2 separate regions of the Mus musculus genome follow, and region 1 is linked to region 2. The links are chromatin contacts, called in public Micro-C maps. All regions are on one chromosome and are shown on one strand. Each heading gives the region's core, a stretch centred on a gene start, on an enhancer-like site or on the middle of the called end of the contact. The rest is flanking DNA. Distances are from core to core; before and after follow the strand shown.

Region 1 (6,062 bases), core at 1,797-4,296, 290 kb before region 2:
TATCTCTAGATTCTATAGAGCCTGGAACACATTAATCCTTGATGAATATTTGAAAAATGGATGAAGAAGAAACCAAGAACCGTGGGTAGAAGCCAGGTGGGTCAAGGCAAGCTTTTCAGGTGAGTGGGGATGTGGGTGGGTTACAAACTTACCAGGTGGAAAGGGAGCTAAAGGCATTGGAGTTATACAAAGAGGAAGGATAGGGTGCGCCTTTGCCCATGTTCAATGTGCATCTAATGCCTTTAACACACACACACGCACACGCACACGCACACACACACACACACACGTAACATGGGAGCTATGGCTAGAACCAGTGCTTCAAGTTCAAATCTCAACTCTATCATATACTACTGGCTGTGAGGATATGGGGATATTTAATACTCCACGATCGCGTTCTTCATATAAACAGGGATGTGATAATGAGAACAGGGCCTCACAGCATTGTCAGAGGGCTCTGAGGTAACATAGTGCAGTTCTGAGGGCAGTGCAGACATGGGGGGCAGTGCTGCCTCTGGGCTTGGCCATTCCGCCATCCTCAGAATGGCTCCTGTATGCATCTGTGTACCATCACCTGCACCATTCCTGTTTCCCTGACACCGAGGAAGCTATCACAGGCCTGCCCAGAGGCAAGTCAGGAGGGCACAGAGAACTCCTTGCAGGAGAAGGGCGGAGACTGGGTTCTTCCCACCCACTCTTCTGTCTCAGCTTGTTTTCCAATCAGTTCTTCCTCCCCCCCCCCCCCCTTCCCTTTCCCAGCAGATGCCCTCAGCCTTTGCCAGGGCTGTTGCTGTCACCACAGCTGCCACAGGACTTGCAGGTCATGTGTGTCCCAACATCCATGACGTGCATGACTCTGCTTTAAGATGACAATGGTGCATATTGGAAGTGACACACCAGAGAGATGTTCTGGAGGAGACCTCAGATGACTAGACAGAGGAGGAATACAAGAGAATGTGCTATGGGTAAAGAGGACACCCAGACACTGTCCACAATGCCTCACCTGGGCAAATCTGAAGCCAGGAAGACTGAGTGGATGGCTGGTGGCATCTGGAGGGCCTTCAGTGACCTGTGTAGCAATCATAATGGATCCCACCAGTCAAGGTCACAATTAGGACTGTGGGCTGCAGTGGCTGTACATATTCCTGGTTTCCTCACAGCACAGCAGTCATTAGGGTGGGTCAGGGCTCCTGTATGCATCCATTCACCTGCACCATTACCTCTTCCCTGTTATTGAGGAAGCCATCACAGGCCCACTCAGAGGCGAGCCAGGAGGACACAGAGAACTTGCAATGGAGAACGTCTGAACATTGTAGTGGCCATGTTCTGAAAGCACCCCCAGGCTTGGGGGGGGTGATATAGCTTAGTTGGGAAAGTACTGGTTTAGCACTAGAAAAGAACTAGGTTCAATCCCTGACATCCTATAAAGCAGGGTGGGAGTGCACAGTCTGTAATCCCAGCACCCCTGAGGTGGAAGCTGGGGGACCAGTGGGTCAAGGCTATCTCCACTTCAGTCAGATTCATGCCAAAACGGCAATAAAAGTTCTCCAGCACAAATGTCCCATCTGTCCCTGAACCCATGTTGAAGTCTCCCTAGTCCAACAGGCTCCCCAGTGTCCAATTCCCTTCCCAGCCCCCATCAGTGTCTCCATGGGACACCCAGAGATACACACACACACAAATGAGTTACCTGCTTTATTCTCCAGGGTCTCCATTGGACTCCAAACTCTTCTAGGAATACAGTCCCCCTCTCTTCCCTCCACATCACTGGCTTTCTTTCTCTTCATCCTTGCTCCTCCTTCACCCACTCCTAGCTTCTACCATAATGGGCCCAAATCCTGTGATCTGCTGCGGACAGCCCAGCCACTTCCTCAGAGCTAAAACAAACATTTTAGTGCACAGAACCCTCTTTCCCATTGCCCGGTCCCCGGTCCTGTGACCTTCTCACCAGCCGGTGCCATCTGAAGCTATGCATGTGCTTACTGGACAGGGCTCCTGTACGTATCCATTTACCATCATCTGCACCTGTCAATGAGGAAGCTATCACAGGCTTGCCCAGAGGCAAGGAAGGCGCGCACAGAGAACTCCTTGCAATGGAGATTGGTTGAACAATGTAGTGGCCATATTCTGAAAGCGCCCCCCCCCCAGGCTGTACCCAGACCAAGGTCTCCCGTGTTCCTTGAATCCACGGTTGTCAGCATGGCTGGCGCCAGTAGCCCGTGGACGCATGCGTGAACAGCGGCTGTACATGAAGGTATGCATGAAGAACTGCAGTCTGGAAGGCTAAGCAGGCCTGGAGTGGAGAGAAGAGTAGGGGTCACTAGAGTTGGGGCTACCTTGTTCCAATCTGGCTATTCACCTGTTAGTGACTTTGAGTTTGACTTCACCTCCTCAGTTTCTCCAACTGAAACTTGGGCTGCGTGTCTCTGATCAGAAAGACAAAAGGCCAGAATGCACCACCTGCCGCACCCAGCAGGTGTCGCCGTGAGAGCGCTCTGAGCTTTCACCTGCGCGTGTTCTCAGGTTCTGCTACTGGTCATTGGGCTCCAGTCCAATTCCAAGTCTCCACCGGTAGCAAGATTCCGGAGGATCCTGTCACGTCTCGCCTTAGGTGCAATCAGCCCCTCGCACAGACGAGGGTGAGGAGAGAATGTGTGGGGTAGTAGTTCTGCAGGAGTCTCCACCCCAGTTCCCTGTTTCTGGCCCGTGTGACAGAGCTCTAACAAGGCGTGAGGGTTCTGAAATGAGCCTATATCCTCTACACCCAGAGGATGGCCCTTGGGCACCTGCTGGTCTCAACCTGCGAGTTAGCGAAGGATGCTAGGCAGGCAGGATTCCACCGCCCTCCACCCCCAACTCCGCTCCACGCCCCCGCCTCCCACCGCCGCGAGCTCGGAGGAGCGCCGCGGGAGCGCGCTCGGGGCAGACATCCTCGACCCGCGGGCGCTTGGGCGCGGGGCGGGCGCTCCGGGAGGCGGGCGGGGGAAGGGCGGAGAGGGAGGGGCGGGGGCGGGAGGCAGCAGCGCCCCGCAGTCCCCGCGCCTCAAACACTTGCCGCGATCGCTGGCGCGCAGCGGCGCCCCTTGTTGCGCTTGTTCTCCCCTCCTCTGGCTCCGCGGCTCCCGCGCTCTGGGACAGTCTCCAGTGCCTAGCGCGGACCGACGCACCGACGGACCGCCCAGGGAGCCTCGGCCCGCGCCCCCTGCGCAGGCTATGTGGATTGCCCCGCCGGGCCCGGCTGGCGGGATCAGCACAGCCCGGCCCGTGGCACCCGCCACCAGCGGGGACTATGACCCGGAAAGCGCGGCGCTGCCTGGGCCACCTCTTTCTCAGCCTGGGCATAGTCTACCTCCGGATCGGGTAAGCACCGCGCGCGTTCTTTCCGCGCGTGCGACGGAGGCAAAGTTGACTGGGCCCGGGAGGGAGGCGCGCTGCCCAACTTAGCTCAGGAGAGGCAGTGGGAGGTGCAGGAACCCTGAGGGCACAAAGGCTCCCCGTGAGCGGACAACCCAGGGGCGCACGCAATTCCACAGACTCGGGCAGGGGATCGGCCATCCCAAGGATCTCAGAGTCAGGGATACCTCCAGAAACAGACAGTTAAGTGTTTCTGGAAGCGAATATCTGCTCTATGGGGTCCCCAGGAACCGCCCCACCCCCCGCCCCTGCGCGCAAGCCACAAGCACAGTAGATCCGGCAGGACCACAGCCACCCCTAGAGAGCTCAATTCCCAGCAGGAATTCTACGCGCGATATTGTGAGCGCAGCCCTTTTGCAGACAGGGCTACTCATGTAGCAAACGTGGGCCCAGGACTGGGGGTGTTCCCTGGCAAAAGCATAAACCACCTTTCAGAGCTCTGGCACCGCCTCATTTCCAGCGGCCCTCAGACCCCCTTCCCAAGCTAGGAGGACAGCACATTTAACAATCAGAACCAAATAGTACGACCAGAGATAGTTAATGGCTAGTCGGAGACACCAAGGAGAGACGCTCTCTAGCCGCCACCCAAAGAAAGCAAGACAGCCGACCCTGGGGTCGCTGGGGTGGGAGCCAAAGAACCCAGGCGTCAGGAGGTGGGGCAGGAGACACTCTAACTGGAAAGTGGAAGCAGGTGGCTTCTTGCGCTGCGTTGCGCGGCCTCTCTTTGTACTTAGGAAGTGACTTGTGTGCAGCACGGTTTTGGGGACGTGGGGGGCTTTAATCATAGACAGAGGTCCTAGCGCCAAAGGGCTACCTTGGGAGGCTTCACACCTGCCTCTCTCTATACACCCCTACTACCTGTGAACCTCCTGTCGCTGCCTTGGGAAGAACTGGACCCAAGGCCAGGGGGCGTGTGTGGCAGACCCTTTGTGTTTCTCCGCCGCCACCCTCAGGGTTCCCACTTCCCCAACCCCACCTCTCTGGAATGGGATTTCAAAACCAAGTGCGCTCTGAGTGGACTAGGCGGCCTCCAGCCCAACCGCGGATCGAGAGGCGGCTTCTGGGCTCGCGCGCTGCCTGCCTGCGGGTGTGTTTTAAGTGTTATTGATTCGCCCGCGTCTGGATGGCTTTTCTTTTCTTTTCTTTTTTTTTCCCCCCCACTTGCTTTAATCTTCATCTTGGCCCGCGCACTACCGCCCTGCGCTCATCCACTCATCCAGCATCCAGGAAGCGAGGTCGGGCTCATTGGCTCTGGCCGCGTTAGGTATTATCTTCTTTTTAATTAGAAACGAGGGGCGGAGACACTAAAGACTGGAGCAGGGGAAAGCGGCAGAAAGTAAAACTCCCTGATTTCTCCGGGACCTGACACCTCATTGGCTCACTAGGGGCTACCCTAGGGGAGGAGGCGGAGGTCAGGGGGCGTGGCCTTCTCTCAGGGCAGTTGGAGGGAGGTCCCGGTTAAGAGTTTCAGTGACTTTGAACCGCTCTGCTGGGTCCGAGGGTTAAGGTCCCCAAGTCCCTTGAGGTTTCTCAGTCTGGTAGGTAAGACTGGCTCCTGTGTCACCTATGTGTGACATATTTGTGGTATTCTAATTTTACCTGGGCTGTTCAGATGACTGCAGTACTAGCCCTGGGAACCATAAGTTCCAAAAGCGATAAAAATGGCACCTCAACATGTGCTTCCTATCGACCCTCTGAGGTGCAGACGGCCTCTCAGAAGCTCTTGTTTAAGCAGTGCAGGCTCTGAGATACATAAGGGGGGTTGTGAACCTGCTCCAGGTTAGAAAGTGAAGGAAGGCTTTGATGGAAAAGGGGCCTGCCCCCTTGGGCACTAGAAAATTGCTTCTCTGAGATTCGGGTCCCATGGTATCATGGCTCTCTGCAGGGACAGGTATTTCCTGGTCATCAGCTAGGTGTTTAGAAGACTTGTGGCCAAAATCCTGCCCTGCCCTACCTCAGACTTCATCTGGACTGTGGCTCTGTGAGAGGTCCTCTGTAGTAGCTGAGAGGACACCACCCCCTCTCCAGCACCTGCTAGTCAGAGCCCTCCTCCAGGTCTCACCCCCTATCTCTGTGTCCCCTCCAGTGGCTTCTCTTCGGTGGTAGCTCTGGGTGCGAGCATCATCTGTAACAAGATCCCAGGCCTGGCTCCCAGACAGCGGGCAATCTGCCAGAGCCGGCCGGACGCCATCATCGTCATAGGAGAAGGCTCCCAAATGGGCCTGGACGAGTGTCAGTTTCAGTTCCGAAATGGCCGTTGGAACTGCTCAGCGCTGGGAGAGCGTACTGTCTTCGGGAAGGAGCTCAAAGTGGGTATGTGATCATCAGACACCCTGCACAGGGTCTTTGGAGCTATAAGGAGCCAGTACCCTTTGGGAGCTCTATGTGATCCCTTCACTTGCTCTAGTTCTAGTATCCTTGATGACTGTATCTTGTGCATGGTTGACTTAGACTGATGTCCAGGACTGCATCTGGAAGCCATGCCACTTTGCTGGTTACAGGCAAAGCTCGGGCACGAACTAATGGCCTAAAATCTTGCTGGCTGATCTAACATGTTTTCAAATGAGACCTGAATTTAAATGTGGGGTGTTTTACCCAAAGGTGTTGCAGCCTCTTTTGGGAAATAGGCAGATCTATTGGTTACTTAA
Region 2 (5,834 bases), core at 1,188-3,687:
AAGTGGCTCTCTGACCTTCACACACTTACTGTGGCAGAAGAGAGTGCTAGGTTCCCTGGCACTGGAACTCACAGTTGTGGGTGCTGGGAACTAAATCTGGATCCTCTGCAAGAGTAAAAGGTGCTCTTAACTGCCAACCTATCTCTCCAGTCCCAGTAACCTTAAATATTTTTCCATCTGAAAATTCAACAACCCATTCTTTTTTATTGCTGAATAATATTTCATATTATGAGCCTGCCACAGTGAACTCATCTATCAAAGGACTTCTGGGCTGCAGCCAGTTTAGGCTTAACCCATGAATCATCTTACCCACAGGGTTGTGAGAACATCAATTTTTATTTCTCTGGGATAAATGTATTTTATAGAACATGTTATCATCATTTTCAGCCTTGATGTTCTCTTACATATCCATGACTGAGGCCAGGTAGATGGCTTAGTGGGTAAGAGCCCTTGCTGCAGTGGAGAGTGAGAACCAGCTCCCACAGGTTCTCCTCTGACCTCTGTGTGCACTGCCCTGCTTGAGTGCCCAATTTGGCTTCCTTCAATGACCCAGTGTGGTTGAAATAAGTAAGCCAAATAAACCTTGCCTTCCTAAGCTGCTTTGTCATGGGACAGTTGGATGGAAGGAGGGTCATTTGGAGGGCACCCTCAGGCTCTGAGGATAAACAGAAAGAAACAAATAAATAAATGTATGTATATATATATATATATATATATACACATACACACACACACACACACACACACACACACACATATATATATACACACACACACACATACACATACACACACACACATATATATATATGTTACTGACGTCTGGATAACCAGAGAACTGCAACCAAAGGGTCCTGTGATCATAATGGTCTAAAGACTACAGTCTCCTTGTGTCCTACCAGGTCTGTTTTATGTATCTTGGTTACCTGCCTGCCATGGGATCCAGGCACTCTCAAACTTACTAATGCATCCTATGTGGAAGACACTGGCTGCCCATAGCAGGTCCTGGATGAAGAATGGATCTGTCACTGTGAATTCCTTCGAACCTCTTTAATTTTAGCCACCTGATCCTAGTACCTGGTTAAAAGCATGAAAGGCTCAGGAGTGAAGCCGGGTGTGTGATCTCCAGCGCTGGAAACTAAAAACAATGAAGCATCACCAAGAACGCGCAGGAAGAGTTTGCACAGACACCCTGGAGGAGCGTTGCTTTTCTTTTATTTCCTGGAAGAGGATGGTGGAACTTTCCCTCCTCCTGTAGCACGTGGTACCCAGCCTGGAAGACTTGTCCTCTTCTGGGTAGCTCCTCTCACCCCCATTCCTGGTCCAGGGTCCTTAGGGCCTGAGGGTGCCCTCCAAATGTCCCTCCTTGTATCCAAATGTCCCAAGGCAAAAGCGAGTTAGGAAGGAAAGGGTTTATTCGGCTTCCTTATCCCAGCCACACTGGATCATTGAGGGAAGCCAGGCACTCAACCAGGGCAGGACCTGAAGCCAGCGCCACGGAGGAAGACAACTTACTGGCTTGTTCCGTATGGTTTGCTCAGCTTGCTCTCTTAACACTTCAGAACCTCCTTTACAGAGGTGGCACAGCCCACAGTGATCTGGGCCCTCCCTCATCAATCATCAGTTAAGAAAATGCTCCATAAACAGGTCTACAGGCCAATCTGATGGGGGTATTTTCCCAATTAAGGCTGCTCTCCCCAGAAGACACTAGTTGGTGTCAAACTGACAAACAAAAACTACATAGACTAGGAATGGTGGCCTCTCAGAAACCCAGCGAGACCTTAGTATCCATTCCAGAGAGTTTCTCCTCCAGGAGGCTTCCCCAGCCGGCCTGAAATTCAGCTTCAAGTCTTTGTTTATGCATGACATCAGCCTGTCACTTTTCTTCCAGATCCCGCTGGTCGATCCAGGTCCTAGTGCAGCTGAAGTCAGGTTGCACCGTCTACTTTCAGGGACGTGTTGTTCCCTCACTAACCTTTCGGATATTTCCCTTGGAGCATCCATGGGGCTGTTTAACAGGAAGTTCCCAGTGTTGTCCTGCTGATGGATTGATCCCGGAATATCTCAAGACCTTCTTGGCCCCTGGGGAAGTGTGGCTTTGGAAAGGGGGCGGGGGGGGGGGTGTTAATCAGTGAGCGCTCCACACTGTCCTAGGGCGCCTGTCTTAGTGCTATGTCCTGGCTCCACCGCCAGAGGCTCCAGACAAGGCGGAATGAACAAGAGCGAGCCTGCTGGAAGGCTGCCACCAGAGACGGGCGCGCGGCAGAGGCCTTAGGCCACGCGCTACGGGCTCCGGGGCTGAAAAAGCTCGCAGGATTCGGCGCGCTCTAGGGGCTCAGCACCAGGCGCGTGCTCTCCGCTTTCCCGCCGGTCCCGCCCATCACTGCGCTCGCCCCGCCCCACGCGGCCACCTGCTACCCAGCGCGCGCCGGTGGAGGGCGCGGGAGCGCGCGCCCGGGCGCTAGCGAGGCCGGGAGGATGGCGCGGGCCTCACTAGTGCAGCCGGCGCTCTGGGCGCTGCTGTTGCTGCAGGTAGTGGGTCCCGCCGCGGCCGCCAAGCTTAACATTCCCAAGGTGCTGCTGCCCTTCACGCGGGCCACGCGCGTGAACTTCACTCTGGAAGCTTCTGAGGGCTGCTACCGCTGGTGAGGCGCGCGGGCCCGGCGGGAGGCGGCAGGTGCGCGCGGGAGGGGGCTTGGGCCGCAGGTGCGTGGCGTGCTCGCTCCAGCCGGCCCCGCGTGACCCCGCGGCGCGCGCGCTCTCTCTCTGCGCATGGCGCCTGGGCCACTCGCGTCTGGGCTGCGCGGGAAGAGGAGGCTGTGATCGCGGGCCATGGAGGGCAGCGCCGCACGTGGCCTCGGTCCCCAGCTGTCAGGGCCCTGAGGAGCTCCAGCTTGAGCAGCCACGCTCTGGAGTCTGTGGGAGACGGGGGAGGTGGGACTCACCCCTGGCGCCTGACTGGTGTGAGAAGAGTGTCTGTAGAGACCTGGGCAAGGAGTCTGTGGGAGACACACCACACCCGTTAAGCCACTTAGGGAGAGTCATTAAATCTTGGATGAAAGGACCATTTTCCAGCTCAGAAGTGGGAGGCAAAGGAATTAGATGCTGGTGGAGTAGGGTCTGCCTTGATGACCTGGCTTCCAGCAGGGTGTTGCGGTCCAGCCTTTGGCTAGGCAGATGAAGGGAGAACTTCTCGTTGCTGGGTGCAGGCTGAGTAGGGTGTGATCAGGTCACACCCTTGACCCACACCCTCACTAGTGCGACATAGTCCCTTCCTTCTCTCAGGCTACATTTTGCTGCCAGCCTCCTTAAGAATGTGTTTAGGTCATTGGTTCTCAACCTGTGGGTTAAAACCCAGTTTGGGGCCTCCTGTCAGATATTCACATTATGATTCCAACAGTAGCAACATTACAGTTATGAAGTAACAACAAAATAATTTTATGGTTTTAGTACAGTTCAACAACAGAGGAATTGTAGTAAAGGCTTACAGCATTAGGAAGGTTGAGAACCACTGATCTAGGCTAAGGCTTAACTAGCTAGGTGTGTGTGTGTTAATGTTCTATATGATGCCCAGAGCTCAGAGCCACATTCTGCTATATGTAGTTCTCAAATTTAATTTGTTTTAAAAGTCTGCCTCATAGGGGGTGGCACTGTACCTCTATAATTACTTCACTAGGGAGGCTGAGGCAGTAGTGCCGCTTTGAGGTCAGTCTGGAGTGTCTTTAGGTTGGCCTCTGGAGTATGAAGAGGCAGAGTCTTTCCATTGCAGTTTGGAGTAAATGCTTTACCCAAGGGGAAGTGTTTATTCTTCTCTGGGGCTTTGTTTTGAGTGAGGAGGTCAGCTGTTAATACTCTGGAGGGATACATGCTCACTCCATTGTTGAAGTTGTCTGCTTGATAGATGGGCCAGAGAGAGGAAGCTGACTATTTAAAACAGCTGGCTCCAAGGGAATCAATCTCCTGGCGTGTATTTGTGTGCTGCTTCCTAGGAAGTTCTGTATGTTTCTTCCTAGAATAACATTTTCTGTCTTTACTTCCTCTCTAACTGCACTTTCCTGAGAGTTGCTGATGGGTCTTGGCAGATTTTTATATTCTCAGTAGGAGGACTGGGAAAGACATTCAAAAGCTCAGATACCTCAGACGCATGCCAAGTACCCTCTGGATTGTTTAGTGTCTGGTGGCTTTCATCCTAAGGTGTGGTTGAAAAGTGTCTTCTTTGAAGGTGTTTGGTTGCAGTTTCCCCCTTACTCAACCGGAAGCTGGTCTGTCAGTCAAGCATAGATCAGAAATGTTATTCTGAATACAGTCACTCGTTGCTTTAGTTTTGAGAATCCTGGAGGCTTTGAGAGTTGGCAGATAGCTAAGACTCACACCTGCAGTCATCTCTCCCTGGAGGAGATGGCCTCTTTATCCAGGAGTACTTCAAGTCTCTGAGATGAAAAACAAAGACAATTTAACCCCTGCCAGGCCCTGGGGGTGTTGCTCATCCTTGGAATTCAGTGCTGAGCTCCAGGTTCTCTGAAGTGACTGCATGTCTGAGCCTGTAGCTTTAAGTTACCTTTCCTAGTTCCTGAATTGTAGCATCCAGTAACTGGGAGGTCATCTGGTCGGTGTTGCTGCGTTTGAGGGAATGCAGAGAGGGAAGAGGTGGCAGCTCACTCACAGTGTGGTGATGGTGATGGTGCTGAAGGCCTTCCAGCCCATCATCCATCAGTGGGACCTGGGGCCACAGCCTTGGCAAACTTGCCAGGCTCATTTGTCTTTCCAGTTAAACCCAGACAGCTTTGCTGCAGACCAAGTTATGATTTAGCGTAAGCTACTTTGCATGGAAAATTATTTTATTGGTTCCTTTAAAAGGTATCCTTGTATATACAAATGATATCCACAAAAAACTTGAATTGAGAGGAAAAAAGAAATTTCACCCTTGTCTTTCAACTTTGCTCCAAACTCAGGCACATTGTGGTCTCCTTTCAGTTCTGTGGTTCATTAAGAAGGTGGTCTGTTGGGAAGTGGGGTAGATAAGGCAGGAGAGAGAAGTGAGGATGAGACCCAGGTAAAGTCTGGAGACCCTCTGGTGTTGGTCTATACTTGAGGCAAACCTTGTGCATCCGCGCCTGTGCGTGTGTGGTATAACTTCTCAGCTCACTGAATGAATGAATCAATCTTATCTGAGGTAGTAGAGAAACCTGCCCGATAGATTTGCCTAGTGTGGTCCTGAATCTTCTTAGCTAAGAGATAAGTGAGTTAGGACAGAAAGATGGGGAGAGTTGTTGGGAAGTGGCAAGGGAAGAAAGCACTTTACCCTAGAATCTGTTTGAAACCTCTGCTTGGCTGAGAGTAAGAATTCACTACAGTTGACTTAACATTTCTCTCTCTGTCCCCATCTGTCTCTATCCATCCAATGAACCAGGCTGACAGCCTGACTTTATATGTTACTGTCTGTCTGATTAACTAGGCGTAAGGCCTGAATGTAAATGACTTTGGGTAGGGCCTCATTACCACCCACCCCCATTCTCAAATTTCAAACAAAACTGTTTTTCTGTAAAGACTCTTATCACCCCTTTGTTCCCTTGAGCTAGAGGTTTACCTATCAATTGCAATTCTGTTGCATGACCTTCAGCAATCTTCTCTGATCTCATAGGAACCATTTGAAGATGGTGGCATCAAGACCTACTAAAATAGGACACATATGAACACACACACACACACACACACGAAAGATTGTTTAGTTTTTTTCTTTTTTTTTTTTTTCTTTACGATTTATTTATTTTATGTGTGTGTGCCTGGTGCCTAAGGAGGCCAGAATAGAGTGTTGGATCCCCTGGAACTGGGGT

Evidence for each region. A called contact is a pair of places that touch in the nucleus more often than the background predicts.
Region 1: a contact with region 2 is called in a Micro-C map of embryonic stem cells, with 4 times the contacts expected there. The contact joins the promoter of Wnt7a here to the promoter of Nup210 in region 2. A contact is called at or near these places in 1 of 39 promoter capture datasets (embryonic stem cells), 4 of 484 Hi-C or Micro-C datasets (all in embryonic stem cells) and 4 of 115 datasets of contacts at active chromatin or transcription factors (embryonic forebrain, embryonic stem cells and pancreatic cancer cells).

What each region holds. Positions count from the first base shown.
Region 1 is chr6:91,408,337-91,414,398 of GRCm38.p6, reverse strand. Wnt7a (wingless-type MMTV integration site family, member 7A) reads left to right here and starts at 3,046. Exons shown (of 4, transcript NM_009527.4): 1 at 3,046-3,360; 2 at 5,501-5,727. The coding sequence starts at 3,290. Gm30437 (a long non-coding RNA gene) reads right to left here and starts at 3,071. Exons shown (of 2, transcript XR_377869.4): 1 at 2,388-3,071; 2 at 1,683-2,293.
Region 2 is chr6:91,113,429-91,119,262 of GRCm38.p6, reverse strand. Nup210 (nucleoporin 210) reads left to right here and starts at 2,437. Exons shown (of 40, transcript NM_018815.2): 1 at 2,437-2,645. The coding sequence starts at 2,479. Gm30364 (a long non-coding RNA gene) reads right to left here and starts at 2,042. Exons shown (of 4, transcript XR_003956467.1): 1 at 1,078-2,042.